Regions from separate parts of the Oryctolagus cuniculus genome. Here region 1 is linked to region 2. The links are chromatin contacts, called in public Micro-C maps. All regions are on one chromosome and are shown on one strand. Each heading gives the region's core, a stretch centred on a gene start, on an enhancer-like site or on the middle of the called end of the contact. The rest is flanking DNA. Distances are from core to core; before and after follow the strand shown.

What was found. Hi-C and Micro-C count contacts between places; a contact is called where the count stands out from the background.
Region 1: a contact with region 2 is called in a Micro-C map of ear pinna, with 3 times the contacts expected there. The contact joins the promoter of BIN1 here to the enhancer-like site in region 2. A contact is called at or near these places in 2 of 6 Hi-C or Micro-C datasets (ear pinna and psoas muscle).

The regions. Positions count from the first base shown.
Region 1 is chr3:122,457,824-122,464,579 of mOryCun1.1, reverse strand. BIN1 (bridging integrator 1) reads right to left here and starts at 4,319. Exons shown (of 14, transcript XM_051848804.2): 1 at 3,979-4,319. The coding sequence starts at 4,062.
Region 2 is chr3:122,372,590-122,379,347 of mOryCun1.1, reverse strand. No RefSeq gene overlaps it. Among named protein-coding and RNA genes, the nearest start is that of CYP27C1, 37 kb to the right of the region's middle. Within about 2 kb of position 2,432, at least 2 of the 8 cell types and tissues checked have an H3K27ac peak or open chromatin away from gene starts, as enhancers often do.

The DNA.
Region 1 (6,756 bases), core at 3,070-5,569, 83 kb before region 2:
AGGGTGACAAGGGATCCCTGAGGGGGCATCTGTGAGGAAGAGGAGAAAGGGCTTCAAGCCTCGGCTTCCCTGACAACCTGTGGGATATTTGAATTTCCCCAGCATTCAAAAGTTGATAAAAATCCAGCCCAAATCTTATGCCCGTACACCCTCCTCTGTAGGAGAGCTGGCATCCCTGCCTCTCTCACCCCCTGATCTGCACGTGGGTCCATACCTCCTGGAATCTCCTTCTCCTTCTCCCACACAGCCCAGCAAACTCTGCCTCCTCTCCCCATCCAGGACAGGACAGCCTTTGCAAGACTTCAACCATGAGCCACCAGTCTCCCCTGTGCTGAGGCCACCCAGGGCCAAGGGGGCTCATGGAGATCTTGGGGGTCCGGTGTCCAGCCTCCCCACCCCCACCTGCAAGAGCCACAGGGCCACAGGCCCCAGACACTCCCACCCACCCACCCCAGAGGGTATGCTCAGCTCAAAATCCCCTCCAGCAGGCAACATGAGCCCTCTCCCATAAATAACTCAGGCACAGGGAGAAGCTGAGCCATGACTGCTGACAAGCAAGGGAAAAGAGCAGCTCAGAGAAAAGAGGCTCAGAGCAAGAGAGACAGGGAGGCGGCCAGAGGGGTACAAGGAAAGAGGTGGACGGCAGATGGAAAGACAGGGAATGGGTGGAGGGCAGCAGCTTTGGACCAGGGCGGGAGAAGGGGGCGGAGCACATGCAAAATACAGGTAGGTGGAGCCCCAGGCCTGGGAGGGGCTCTGGCTCCAGCCTAAGGGCCCCAGATGCCCCTTCTGGTAAAGGGGCACCTGTGCACCCACTCTGGGAATAGCCTGACTACTCCTAAGGCCAATGTGAGGAAAGGGCTTGGGCACAGGCCTGGCTCCTACATGCTGCTGCTTGAGACCTTGACCATGCCCATGGGCCTGGTGTGATTCACAGCCATGTGTCAGGGTCCTATAAATAACCTCCCCCCTGCACTTTCCTCTAGGAGCACATGCCAGCCCTGGGCCAGGCACAGGCAGTCCCTGGCCCTGCACCTCCCCAGTGTCCAGCCTGCACCCCTCAGCTCCCATGCTAGCCAGGGTCTTCCTCGCTCCCATACTCATCACCAGCCCAACCCCACCAGAACCAGGCCAGCCTCAGTCAACTTGGCTCCTTGAGGACTCCGGGGGGAGGCAGCCCTCGAGGGGCCAGCAGGCCCGATTCCACCCCCACCCTACCCCAGCTGTCCTTCTCCCCAGCCACTCCTCCACCCCAACTCCAGCCAGGGGCCCAGCCCGCCAGCCTCTAATCCTTTCTGTCATCTGACCCAAGCCCCACCCTGAATTGGCTTTGCCCAGTCACCTTTCAAGGCCCAAAAATGGACACAGTCATTTATAGAGGGTCCGACAAGCCAAACGCAATGGGAAGATGACCTCATGGCACCCACAGGCCCAAACTCCAGGCACGCACTCTGCACCCAGGCACTCTGGGGGTGGCTTGGAGGCAAGAAGTATGGGACAAGACCTCCTGAGAGTCAGCTCAGTGCAGGCCACAGTCACTGCACCCTGCCTGAGACAGCCTTCCAGGGGCTCAGCCAGGGAAGGGGGCTCCCCAGCAGGTGTCAAGGCAGGAGATGATGAATGAGGGAGGACGCCCACTCGCAGGCCTGCACCAGGGCACCAAGACAAGCCCCCAAACACGCCTAATGGGGCCAGGTGAACGCCCAAAGGCACACACAAAGAAATCTGCCCAGGAGAGCCTATGGGAACCCACCACCAGGGCGGGGGGTGTCCACAGAGAGACTCAGAGGAAAGTGGGCTCAGTGACCCCGCCGGGCAGGCTGCCCTTGACCATGCCATCACCCTCTGAGTCCTGGACCAAAAGAAAAAGTAAGAAGATTCCCTCTGCCCTGCCCCCCATCAGGGCAACAGGGGGAATGGAATGGTCCCATTACTTGTGGGGAGGATGAAGGCAAGGTGGGGCCAGTGGCCGGGAAGCTTGTAAGACACAAGGGTTCGGGCCGCGGGATTTCGACGTGGAATTAGCACCACCAGAAGGTGCTGGGAAGGCAGCCTGGTTAGTGGTACCCGGGCTGCAAGAGGGCTGTGATGTGGATTCCGAGCAGCAGAAGGCAAGCAGGGAAAGGCTGCTGTAGTTGGAGGCACAGGACTTTTTGGGAGCAGAGCCTGCAGCTGGGCCAAGAAAGGGGGGGAGGGAGGAAGGCTACTCTACTTTCAGGAGGGGTCAGGAGGCCTGTGGAGCTGGCTTGGCTTCTGCTGGAGGCAGGGTCCCTGACGGCGTGGAGAGCAGCTGGAGCACCAGGCAGCTGCAGTCCCAGGCTCCCCGCAGCATCCACTCAGCTGAGCAGCTGTCGGCCAACTGCCTGTGGCCACAGAACAGGGGCTGGAGAGGGAGGGCCGGCCGCCCAGGGGGTCAGTCCTCCATGGCTAACTGCCCCTGCCCCTGCCTACTGCTCCCAGAACCACATCAAAGACACTGCTGCTGCAGCAAAAAGGCAGCCAGGGGCCGAGGGACACACCAAGAGCAAGAGGAGCGAGTGTGGTGGGGGCGGGGAGCTGGTCCCGGCCTCCCATTCATCTCCTGAGACCCTGAGGAGCAGGAAGCAGGCTCAGGCCCAGGGCTGCAGGCACTTCCGTGGATTACCTTGTCATTGGGGGAGACAGAGGCAGAGGGACCCCACCTGAAGGCTTCCCAGCCCCCCCTCCCCCGCCAGCTACTGGGGGCTCTAACCCCTCCTCCTCTCGGCCTGGTAGGGGAACTGGGCCTGGTTAGATCTGGTGCTTGGCTGCGGGCCTATCCCTGCACGCACACCCACCCACTCCTTAGCCGGGAACACAAGGATGAGCAGGAGGACTCCCAGGGAGGCACAGGGGCGCTCTAGCACCCCCCCCATCACGTGGTTGCATCCTTAGGGAGAAAGTCAGTGTTTATAAACAGCCGCAAGGCCTGGCAGGGGGAGGCCGGCCCGTCCTGGGTCCCCACGCGCTAGCAAGGGGCTGCGGAGGCTTCAGGCCCATCTGACCGCCAGGCTCCGAGGAGCCCCCCCTGCCAGAAGAGGGGATTCTGCTCTCTCAGATTTCAGAGACGGGATCAGCAGGGGAAGTGGCGTCAGCAGCTGGCCTGATCCAATTCAATACACCCGAGGTGGCTAGAGATAACAGGGCCGGCCAGCGCGCACCCCCAGCCCCGCCATCCCCCCGCATTTCCTGCACAGTCAGGTGCCCCCCGGGAGTCCCGGCTCCATCCATCTCCCCGGGCCAGCCGCGAGTCGCGCCCCGCTCGGAGGGCTCGGGTTTCCCGCGGCGCACTACACGCCCCTCCCTACCCGGGTCCGCCGGGGGCTCCCACAGCCGGCGCCGCCGCCACCCGCTCCCGGGCCGCTGGGAACGTGAGGCCCCCTGCGGGGCCCGGCTGGAGCTCCCAGGCCGCAGGCACCTCTCGAGAAAGGAAACCGATCCTTGCTCTGGCCCGCGGCTTACGGAGGTAGAGAGGCGGTAGGAAGGAGGCCACCACCGGCGCCGGGCAGCAGCCTCGGCAGTCCCGGCGCTGGTGTTCCGGGGGTCGGGAGGACAGGCCGGACTGGCCGCGTGGGCCTGGAGCCCTGGGGGTCGCCACCTCGCCTCCCAGCCTCCCCGGCCGCGGCCTCCGGGGCGGGGTCAGCCGGCTTTGCCCTCCCGGAGAGGAGCCCGGAGCGAGGCCGCCACTTCCCTGCGGGAGAGCGGCGAAGGGACAAAGCGGCTGGAGGAGGGGTGGGTGAAGGGACTGCTGCGCCCGCGCCTGCCCCGGCCCCGGCACCGGGCGAGGAGACAAGGACGCGAGCCGAAGAGGGCGCGCGCAGAACGCCTGGGGGCCGCAGCCCGGGGACCCCCGAAGGCCCTGGGTAGTGGTCGTCCGGAGGTGACAGTGCCGGACCCCGGGTGAGAACCAGCCCCGAGTGGGGAGGGGAGGACAGGTGGCCGGTGCTCGGGCGCGCTCACCTTCTCCTGCGCGCGGGTGAGCTTTTTCTGCACGTTGCTGGCGATCTTCCCCGCCGTCACCCCCTTGCTGCCCATGTCTGCCATCTCGGCGCCGGCCTCGCCCGGTGGCGGGCGCCTATCTCGCGCGGGGAGGCCGTGCGCGCCGCGCTCCCAGCCCCCAGCCCCAGCCGCGCGTCCGGCTCCCGCTCCACGCCGCGCACCACACAGCCCGGCCGACTGGCGGAGGCGGAGCGTGCGCCCGGCGAGCGACGCGGGGACCGAGGGAGGGACGCGCCGAGGGCGGGGGAGGGGCCGGGATGGAGGGGAGGGGCCGGGCCCCCGGGGGCGGTGGTCAGCGCCCCCCGCCCGCCCCCGCTGGACAAGACCCTGCCTTTTAAAGGGCCACTGCGGGCGCCGGAACCGCGCAAGGAGGAGGGAGTGGCGCGCGCGGGGCTCCTGGGAACTCCGGGGACACCGCCCCGCGGCAGGCACGAACACCGCAACCCAGAGTCCCGGGTCGGCTTGGTCCTCCCTCCTCCCCAGCAGTCACCTCCTGCAGCCTGGGAAGAGGAGGCCCGGTGGGGAGGGAAGGAACGGAGCCCGGAAAACTCCGAGGTGAAGTTGAGCGCGCAGTGCGGGACGCCGGCTGCGTGGCGAGCGCAGCCGCCCGCAGCGCCCTCTGCCTGCCCCGGGTCGCGCCACGCCGCTTCCTCCCGGCCTGGAGCGGCGCAGGTGAACCCTCGGGGACGCCCGATTGGTGCCAGCCAGGCGCCCGTCCTTCCAGTTTGCCACTGATTACCAAGACAACGAGCGAACGCCACTGAGCCCCGGCTGCGTGCCCGGCGCTGGGTTGGGTGACTCACTCAGCGGCCTCGATGGCCCTAGAAGGTAGGGGCTGCCGCTGCCCTTTCACACTTGAGACGCCAAGAGATCTGCACCCCCAACCGTGCACCTGGACGCACCGGGAGGCCTCGGGAAACTGAGCCCCACTCCCTCGTGCCTTATAAAGAAGATAAGATTGTTGTCCGCTGGCCAGCTTTGTCAACGGGACGATGCCACTCGTTCTAAACAAATCAATGCGGGCTGGGTCTGCTGATTTCCACCCTCAAAAACAAGTCAGCTGCCTACAAGATCTCAGGATCTGGGGGCGGATGCAAAGCAGATGTGGGTCTTGCTGAAGAGGCTCAGCCATGCCCAGGGTGTGGGTTTGGGTCCCACAGGGCACCCAGAGAGAGAAGCAGAGCTGTTAGATGGGTGGGTGTCTCCGAGAGATTTTCTGGGTGAATAGAGGGGCCTTCACAGACCACACGCCGAGCCTCTTGGACCACTTGAGGCAACTTTCTTTTTCTCTGTTAAGATGTATTTACTTACTTGAAAGGCGGAGCTACAGGGAGGGAGAGACAGAGAGAGGTCTTCCATCCACTGGTTCACATCAGCTGAGTCAGGGCCAAAGCCAGGAGCATGGAATTCCATCTGAGTCTCCCAGATGGGTACAGGGACCCAGCAGGGGGCTGGACCAGTAGCCAGGACTGCATCAGGAGCTCATATGGGATGCTGGCGTCACAGGCAACAGCTTAACCTGCTGTGCCACAATGCTGGCCCCAGCATGGGCAGCTTTCTCTGGCTACTCATTCTTCCAGATGTTAATTAGTAGCCCCCTCCAAGGCCTCCTCTGCAGACAGAGGTAGCTCAGCTGAGATCCACTCCCATGCTGGCTCTCCTGGAAGGAACAACACTTGACGGAAATACCATAAGCTCCTGCCTCCATCTGTGACTGACAGGAACCAAACCCCCACAGCCTGCGGTTTCTGAGGCCGCTTCCTCCTGGGAGCCCACCATGTTTTCACCTTGTGGTCTCTTCCCTCCCCGTTTTATCTCTGCGGTTTTCCTGGCCATTCTCTCAAAGACATTTCTTCCAAACACGGTGTTGAGGAAGGAGGAAATGAGAAGTCCAGTTGTGCTACCATCCACCCTCAGGGAATTCTGCTTCATTGGACTTTGGTGTTGCAAAACCTCACTGGACAGAAAAGTTGCAATGTCCGCCAGCAGGACAGGGTTGGCTGTGAGAGCTCAGTGCGGGGAGGGGCCCACAGACGTGGAAAGGAGGTGACCGCGAGAGAACAATGCGTATGGGATAATTCTGAGTGCAAAGGAAGAAGACAGGAAATTGTACATGCAGTGTCCTTGCAACCACAAAAAAAAATAAATAAATTGCATGACCGCCGTCAGAGATGCGAAGGAGCTGTGCATAACAGAAAGAAGTAGCTGTCAGGTTCTAGGCATCGTGGTTGCTCTTTTTCCCTCAGTTTCCTAAACACTCTGTAATGCTCCCAATAGCTTTCATAAGAAGAACCGTAGCTCTGTTTTGAAGGAATGGGATTCTTTCTCCATTCTGTCGATTAGAAACACATTTCTAAACATGGAAGCACTAGAGGGTACATTGGAAATTTAAAATTCTAGCTTTGAGGTGCATAATTTTTTTAAGTTCTTGAAGATTGATTTATCTGAAAGGCAGAGTGACAGGCGAAAGTGATATCTTCCACCTGCTGGTTCACTTCCCAAATGCCCTCAACAGCCAGGGCTGAGCCAGGCTGAAGCCAGGAGCTGAGAACCCCACTGGGGCCAGCCACACAGAGGGTGGGGACCCAAGTACTTGGGCCAACATCTGCTGCCTCCCAGGATGCACTAGCAGGAGGCTGATTTGGAAGCAGAGCAGCCGGGACTCAAACTGGCGCTCTGATGCAGGATGCAGCCTCCCAGGAGGCCACTTCACCCACCCTACCACAACGGCCTCTAACA
Region 2 (6,758 bases), core at 1,183-3,682:
GTGGAAAAGCCAAGACTCAGCTCCTTGGACGTAGTGAGAGAGAAGTGCTGGGAACAGACAAGGGGTTACTTTTTCTCAAGTTCTGGGTCTTCCCTTGCTGGGAATTGGCAGTGGTGTGTCCCCAGGGGTTCAGGTGTGGGAACATTGGCCCTCAACGTGGTGGTGTTGGGAGGTGGTGGAGCCTTTAAGAGGTGGGGCTTGGGGCAAGATAATTAGGTCATGGGGGCTGCACTGCCTGCAGAAGGGATTAATGTAGTTCCCAGGGGCCCTGGTCAGTTCCTGCTTGAGTGAGTTGTTTAAAAAAAGAGAGAACCTGGGGCAGGGAGCTGGATTGGAAGAGGAGCAGCCTGGAATTGAACTAGCGTCCACACAGGATGCCTGCACTGCAGGCACTGGCTTAACCTGCTATGCCACAGCACTGACCCCAGCAGCAAGTAATTCCATTGGCTTTCCTACATGAGTGGCAGGAACCCAACTATTTAAGCCATCCTCTGCTTGCCTTTCAGGATGTCCATCAGCAGGAAGCCAGATTAGAAGCATGGAGTAGCCAGGACTTGAACCAAGGACTCCAGTACAGGATGTGGGTCTCCCAAGTATTGGCATAATCCACTGCACCACAACACCTGCGCTTCCATGGGATTTGCAAAGAATTAGCGTATATAGTAGGCAGCCTACGGAGATGTTCCCATCTTTCCACGGGGTGCTCTGCAGCAAAGCTTGAGCAGCCAAATAAATTTGGGAAACTCTGGCTCCATCCCACTTTCAGAGACTCACCACGTATCTTGGTATTCTGAAGGCTCTGAGAAGTCCTGCAGTAGAGAAATCTGACAGTTCTCCACATGTTTTCTGCGTTGGCAGCAGAAAATGTTAATAGGGTCATAGGGCTGTGTTTGTGCCACAGAACTAGTGTTCTACCTGCTAACATTGGGAAAGTCCAACCCAGGCTACAAAAGCTGATCTTCATGGACTGAGCTTCATAACCTGTGATTTCATCATTAGAATTCTGCTCGGGGCTGGCATTGTGGCTCAGTGCATTGAGTCACTGCTGGAGACGCCGCTAGTTCAAGCCCTGGCTGCTCCACTTCTGATCCAGCTCCCTACTGATGTGCTTAGGAAAGCATTGGAAAAAGGCCCAAGTACGTGGGTCCCTGCCACCTGTGTGGGTGACCCGGATGGAGTTCCCAGCTCCTGGCTTCAGCCTGGTCCAGCTGCAGCTGTTTCAGTCATTTAGGGAATGAACCAGAAAATGGATGATATCTCTCCCCCCCTCCCTCTCTCTGTAACACTTAGGTTATACTGTGTTTCATAACATGTGGTATGGGAATTAATTTGACCTTGTGTTTTTCAAGGGAGCTGCCAGAAAGTTCAAAATTGCATGTGTGATTCCCATTTTGTGTCCACCGGCCAACATTCTCCTCTCCCTCCTCTCATAACCTAGCACATAGTAGGAGCTTCATAATAGAGTCACTTTTGAGACAAATCCGGATCCATGTCTTTCCGTTTACTTATTTTCATTTGAGACACACAGAGAGAGCGCCATCTGCTGGTCACTTCACTAAATGCTCACAGCTGCCCTAGGTGGGGATCGGCCATCACTGCTGCCTTCCAAGGAAGGTGCAGGCAGCCATGGCACTCCAATATGGGACACTGGCCTAGGCATAGCCTAGGCACAGCCTCCTAACCTCTAGGCTAAATGCCCACCCTAGATCAATGTCTTGATTTCTGAGAACATACTCAGCCCCACCAACCTCATCCACCTCAGCTTTAGCACAGGGAATTGCAAATGGCAAGTAAAAACTCACAGACCAGGCTGCTGGGTGCATTTGGGCATAGTCCTGAGAATGCTGGGCAAGGCATAAGAGACAGACACAGCGAGAGAAAGAGAGGAGAGCAGCCTCCCGCGGGAGAAGTGTGCAATGCTGGGGGCTTGAAGGAGCCCAAATCAAAGCTGGCCCAGCCTGCCCCTATGGACAGTCCCTCCCTCATGCAGCAGATACACCACGCAGGCGCCCAGCACCTGCAGCCTCAAGCAAGTAAACTGCTCACCCACAGCTGTCGCTCAAGGAGAAGTCATGGTTTCCTTCTTGTGTTCCATTCCAATGCCCCTACCCTCCCACCCTCGCTACCTGCACCGTTAGGGTTAGCCCAACACGAGCTGGTGGCCACCAGAGCCACGGCAGCAGTGTGTGCTGGCTTCCACTGCGGACACTTCTGCCACGGCAGGTTTCTACAATCGCTTCCAACAACCGTCAGCTCCCAGGAGCCAGTGTGCTCTGGACCAGCTCCAGCACAGGCTGCCGAGCTGCGCTGGCTCCAGCACAAGCTGAAAGGATGCACGGCTCAGAAAACCACAGGGAGCAGCCCGGGCCAGAGGGCAGCAGGGTGCAGAAGCGCCGGGTGGGCGGAGCCTGTGACTCAGCGGAGGTCCCCAGGGAAAGAGGAAAAGCAGGAGAGGAGGAAGAGGGAGAAAGCCGCCTTGAAGAGCGTAGAGATGACCCAAACATTTACATCGTGGGCCAGGCTCCAGGAGGCCAGTACTGCCCCAGAGGGGGAGCCTGGGCGTGGTGGCTGGAGTCACCCCGCGAAGCCCTGCCCTTGTCAGTCCCAAGCAGCCGCTGACTGAGCCTGCCCACCATGCCACATGCTGAGCCATGATCCAGAATGGCACGATCGCCCAAGATCAATCTTACAGGCGTATGTGGTTCCATGATGCAGTCTCCTTGTGGCACCAAGGCACCACTCTAACTTGGCACTCGGACCTCAAACGGCACCCCATCCTCCTGTTTAACCCGTTGCAAGGACACTGGGCAGTTATTTTGTGCAGGCAAACGCAGACAGAGGTGCCTTTGGGACCCTTTACTGAGGCCCAGCCATATGCCAGAGGCTTGGTGTATGCTTATCAGGCACCAAAGGGTAGTCAGAAAAATTCGTGGAAAACGGAATTACAAAAAACATTTATTTTGGCCTGCACCGTGGCTCACTAGGCTAATTCTCCACCTGCGGCGCCAGCACCCTGGATTCTTGTCCTGGTTGCTCCTCTTCCAGTCCAGCTCTCTGCTGTGGCCCGGGAGGACAGTGGAGGATGGCCCAAGTGCTTGGGCCCTGCACGCCATGGGAGACCAGGAAAAGCACCTGGCTCCTGGCTTCGGATCGGCGCAGGGCCAGCTGTAGCAGCCATTGGGCGTGAACCAAAGGAAAAAGAAGACCTTTCTCTCTGTCTCTCTCTCTCTCACTGTCTAACTCTGCCTGTCAAAAAAAAAAAAAAAGTTTATTTTAGTGCAAAATGCCTTTGAAAGCCCTGCATCTATTTTTCATACCATGCATTCTCCATGCATTTTTTGAACAACTCTCATAGCTATTACCATCCCTGGCTTTCACATAAATACCTTGGGATCCTTGAGTTCTTGCCAAGGTCAAAGACTGAACAACATTCAGATCAGGGTACACCCCAGAGCCCTGTGTGCATCCCCAAGCCCGACACATCCCAGGAGCCTCAGATGGGATGGGGGAGAGGGGTCCCCGGGACAGCAGTGAAGAGAATGTATCTTACCCACCTGCTCCGATGTGTGGGTGCTTACAATGCATTGCCGGCAGCTTCTGCACCAACCTCCCTTAGGCAGGGGCACTTACTCAGGGAGCTCCATGGCTTCCAGGCCCTCAAGGAAGGTGTTAATTTCTCTCTCTCTCTCTCTCCCTCCCTCCCTCCCTCCCTCCACCAAAAGCCCATTTTTTTTATTTGGTTCCTATTTTAAAATAGTTGTAAAAAAATATACTCCAGCCATGTTTTCTCTTGCACAGAAAACAGTTTCAAACATCTTTGAGTGGGGGGCGGTCCCTGGATCTGCACCTGCCATTGCTGCTCTAATCCCACGTAGGTTCGTGACTCAGACCCAAAGGGACCCAGGCTCTGGGAGGGACATAGTAATCCTGGGTTTGCACTAAGCCTGTAATTTAAAATCCATGTGTGGTGACATTAACACAAGCTGACATCCTACAAACCCACGCTGCATGCCTGGGGAGCACCCACGGTGCCTGTACCACGTGCCCTGGCAGCCAGCACTTACTCACTTGGCGACAGGTGCTCCCTGCACAGAGACTTCTGTCCCACATCCGCCTCTGTGCAGGGATCCGGCTCCTCGCAGGCTCCTCAGGAGACTCAAAGACACATGAGCCAGCAGAGTTCTTTTGGAAGGATTTTATTATAGGAAGAGCTGAGCGATCAGTTCTGTGGGAAGCAAAGCATTTGGCAGGAACAAAAGCACTTCCCCCAGAGCTGGGTTTCTGCCCCTGAGACACAGAGCCTGGTGGTTTGGCTCCGAGTCTTTGTGTGTCAACATTGACTTTGAGGGCCAAAGCCTGCGGTGCTGGCATCCCATATGGGTGCTGGTTCATGTCTTGGCTGCTACTTTTCCAATCCAGCTCTCTGCTTATGGCCTGGGAACATGGCCCAAGTGCTTGGGCCCCAGCCGCCTATGTGGGAGACCCAGATGGAGCTCCTGACTTCAGCCTGGCCCAGCCCTGGCCATTATGTCCATCTGGGGCGTGAACCAGCAGAGGAAGCTCTCTCTTTCTCCTTCTTTCTCTCTCTGGGTCTCTCCCTCTCTCTGTAACTCTTTCAGATAAAATAAATATTTTTTTTAATTACCAGAAGTTCAGTGATAAATTATCTGACTGTTCAGAAGGACAGGAGCTCAACACCGGCCACCCTGGACTGCATTTCCCAGCTGAGAACCCATTTCCAAAGCCTTCTCTGCCTCCAGCTGCCATGCACATTCCTTGGCTCCGGGCCCCTTCCTCCATCTTCAAAGCCAACCACACCGCACCTCTGACCACTCTTCTGTAAGAGCCCCTCTGAGTCTCTTCTGTCTCCCTCTCTTCCATTGCTAACGACCTTTGTGATGGCACCGGCCCCTCCCAGCTCACCCCAGAGCAGTCCACCCAGTCTTCTTTTTTTTTTTTTTTTTTTTTTTTTACAGGCAGAGTGGACAGTAAGAGAGAGAGACAGAGAGAAAGGTCTTCCTTTGCCGTTGGTTCACCCTCCAATGGCCGCTGCGGCCGTGCGCTGCGGCCGGCGCACCGCGCTGATCCGAAGCCAGGAGCCAGGTGCTTTCCTGGTCTCCCATGCGGGCGCAGGGCCCAAGCACTTGGGCCATCCTCCACTGCACTCCCTGGCCACAGCAGAGAGCTGGCCTGGAAGAGGGGCAACCGGGACAGAATCCGGCGCCCTGACCGGGACTAGAACCTGGTGTGCCGGTGCCGCAAGGCGGAGGATTAGCCTAGTGAGCCGCGGCGCTGGCCTTCATGCATTTCATAAGTGTTACCAGAGGGAAGGCCGTGGAAGCCGTGGTGAAAGAATTCAGGCATGATTGGGGATGGGGCATTCTTCAGGAAGGAAAGGACAGGAGACAGAGAGAGCGCCCAGTCACTCAGACTCGGGGAGAGCAAGGTTACATGGTTGAGTGGAGGAGAGAATACACCTGGGCAGCCCAGGCGGCTCAGCTGAGAGCAGAGGGCTGAGCATGCAGTCCCTTTGGACTTCCTAGGTTTTTAAAGGAGTCTGTTTACCCACCTCTCCCTCTCCTCCAGGACAAGTGATGGAGAGTCCTGTCCAAATGGTTTGTTGGGGTGAAAATTAGCAAATTCCTCCCCAGATTTGCTGGGGCCCAGGCAGAGTAGGGGGCTTCCCTTAGGGCGTGTCTGAGAAGGTTTCATTGCCCCATGTTATCAGGGAACCCCTTTGGTTCAGAGGAGACAGAAGTCTCCTGGGAGCTTTTCTTGGGGGAAGGGCTGGGGCCACCTGGGGGGTTATCAGGGTCTGACCAGGACTTTGAAGTGAAAGATGCTGGGCTTCGGTCTTCAGGCCTTTCTCACACACACATAGGCTCAATTTCCGACTTCCTACCTAAGTACAGCTTTAGGAATATAGTGATTCTTCCCACCATATGGGCCCTCCCACTCACTCCCACCCCTTCCCCTCCCCCCATTCCCAGTCCCATTCTCCATTAAGTACATTTTCAATTAACTTTATACACAGAAGACCAACTCTATACTAAGTAAAGAGTTCAACAATTTGCAGGAAAAAAATGTTCCTCAACAGTGGAGACAAGGGCTATTCAAGTCATTGCTTCTCAAAATGTTGTGGAGTTTCTTGAGCCCTTTATATATTTTGGTCATTAATCCTTTATCAGTTGTATAGCCATGTAATCTTGAGTTTTCATGGGCTCTGGACAACAGAGGAGGATGTCTCTGGGGTGAGGCACCTTTCTTTACCTATCACAGAGAGGACGCTAAAACACAAAACTAAGTGGAGCTCATACACCAGCTGCCTTGGCTGGGAGGGCAACTATTTCCAAAGGGCTTGTGTTTCACTCTCCAGGTAGATGAGAGGTGTGTCCCAGGCTCACAGGAATGGAGTCAGAACTGAGTGCCTCTCTGGCCTCAGAATCAGCCCTTAAGGCATTCAGATCTGGCTAAAAAGCCAAGGAGAGTATTTCAGGCATGGAAAGCCAAGACACTATAGCAAAAAATGACCTTCATTAAAGATCTCTCTGAGTGAGATCCCAGTGGAAAGAAGGGGCCATCAAAGAAAGAGGTACCTTTCTCTGAAGGGTGGAGAGAACTTTCACTTTGATTATGGCTTTGTCTAAATAATCTCGGAGTTTGTAGACTCAAGAGGCTTCCACAGCCCTGGTAGCTCATGACAAGAGCCTCAGGTGATTACTGACGTCATAAATAAAAGTGTCAATTGTTAAATCAAC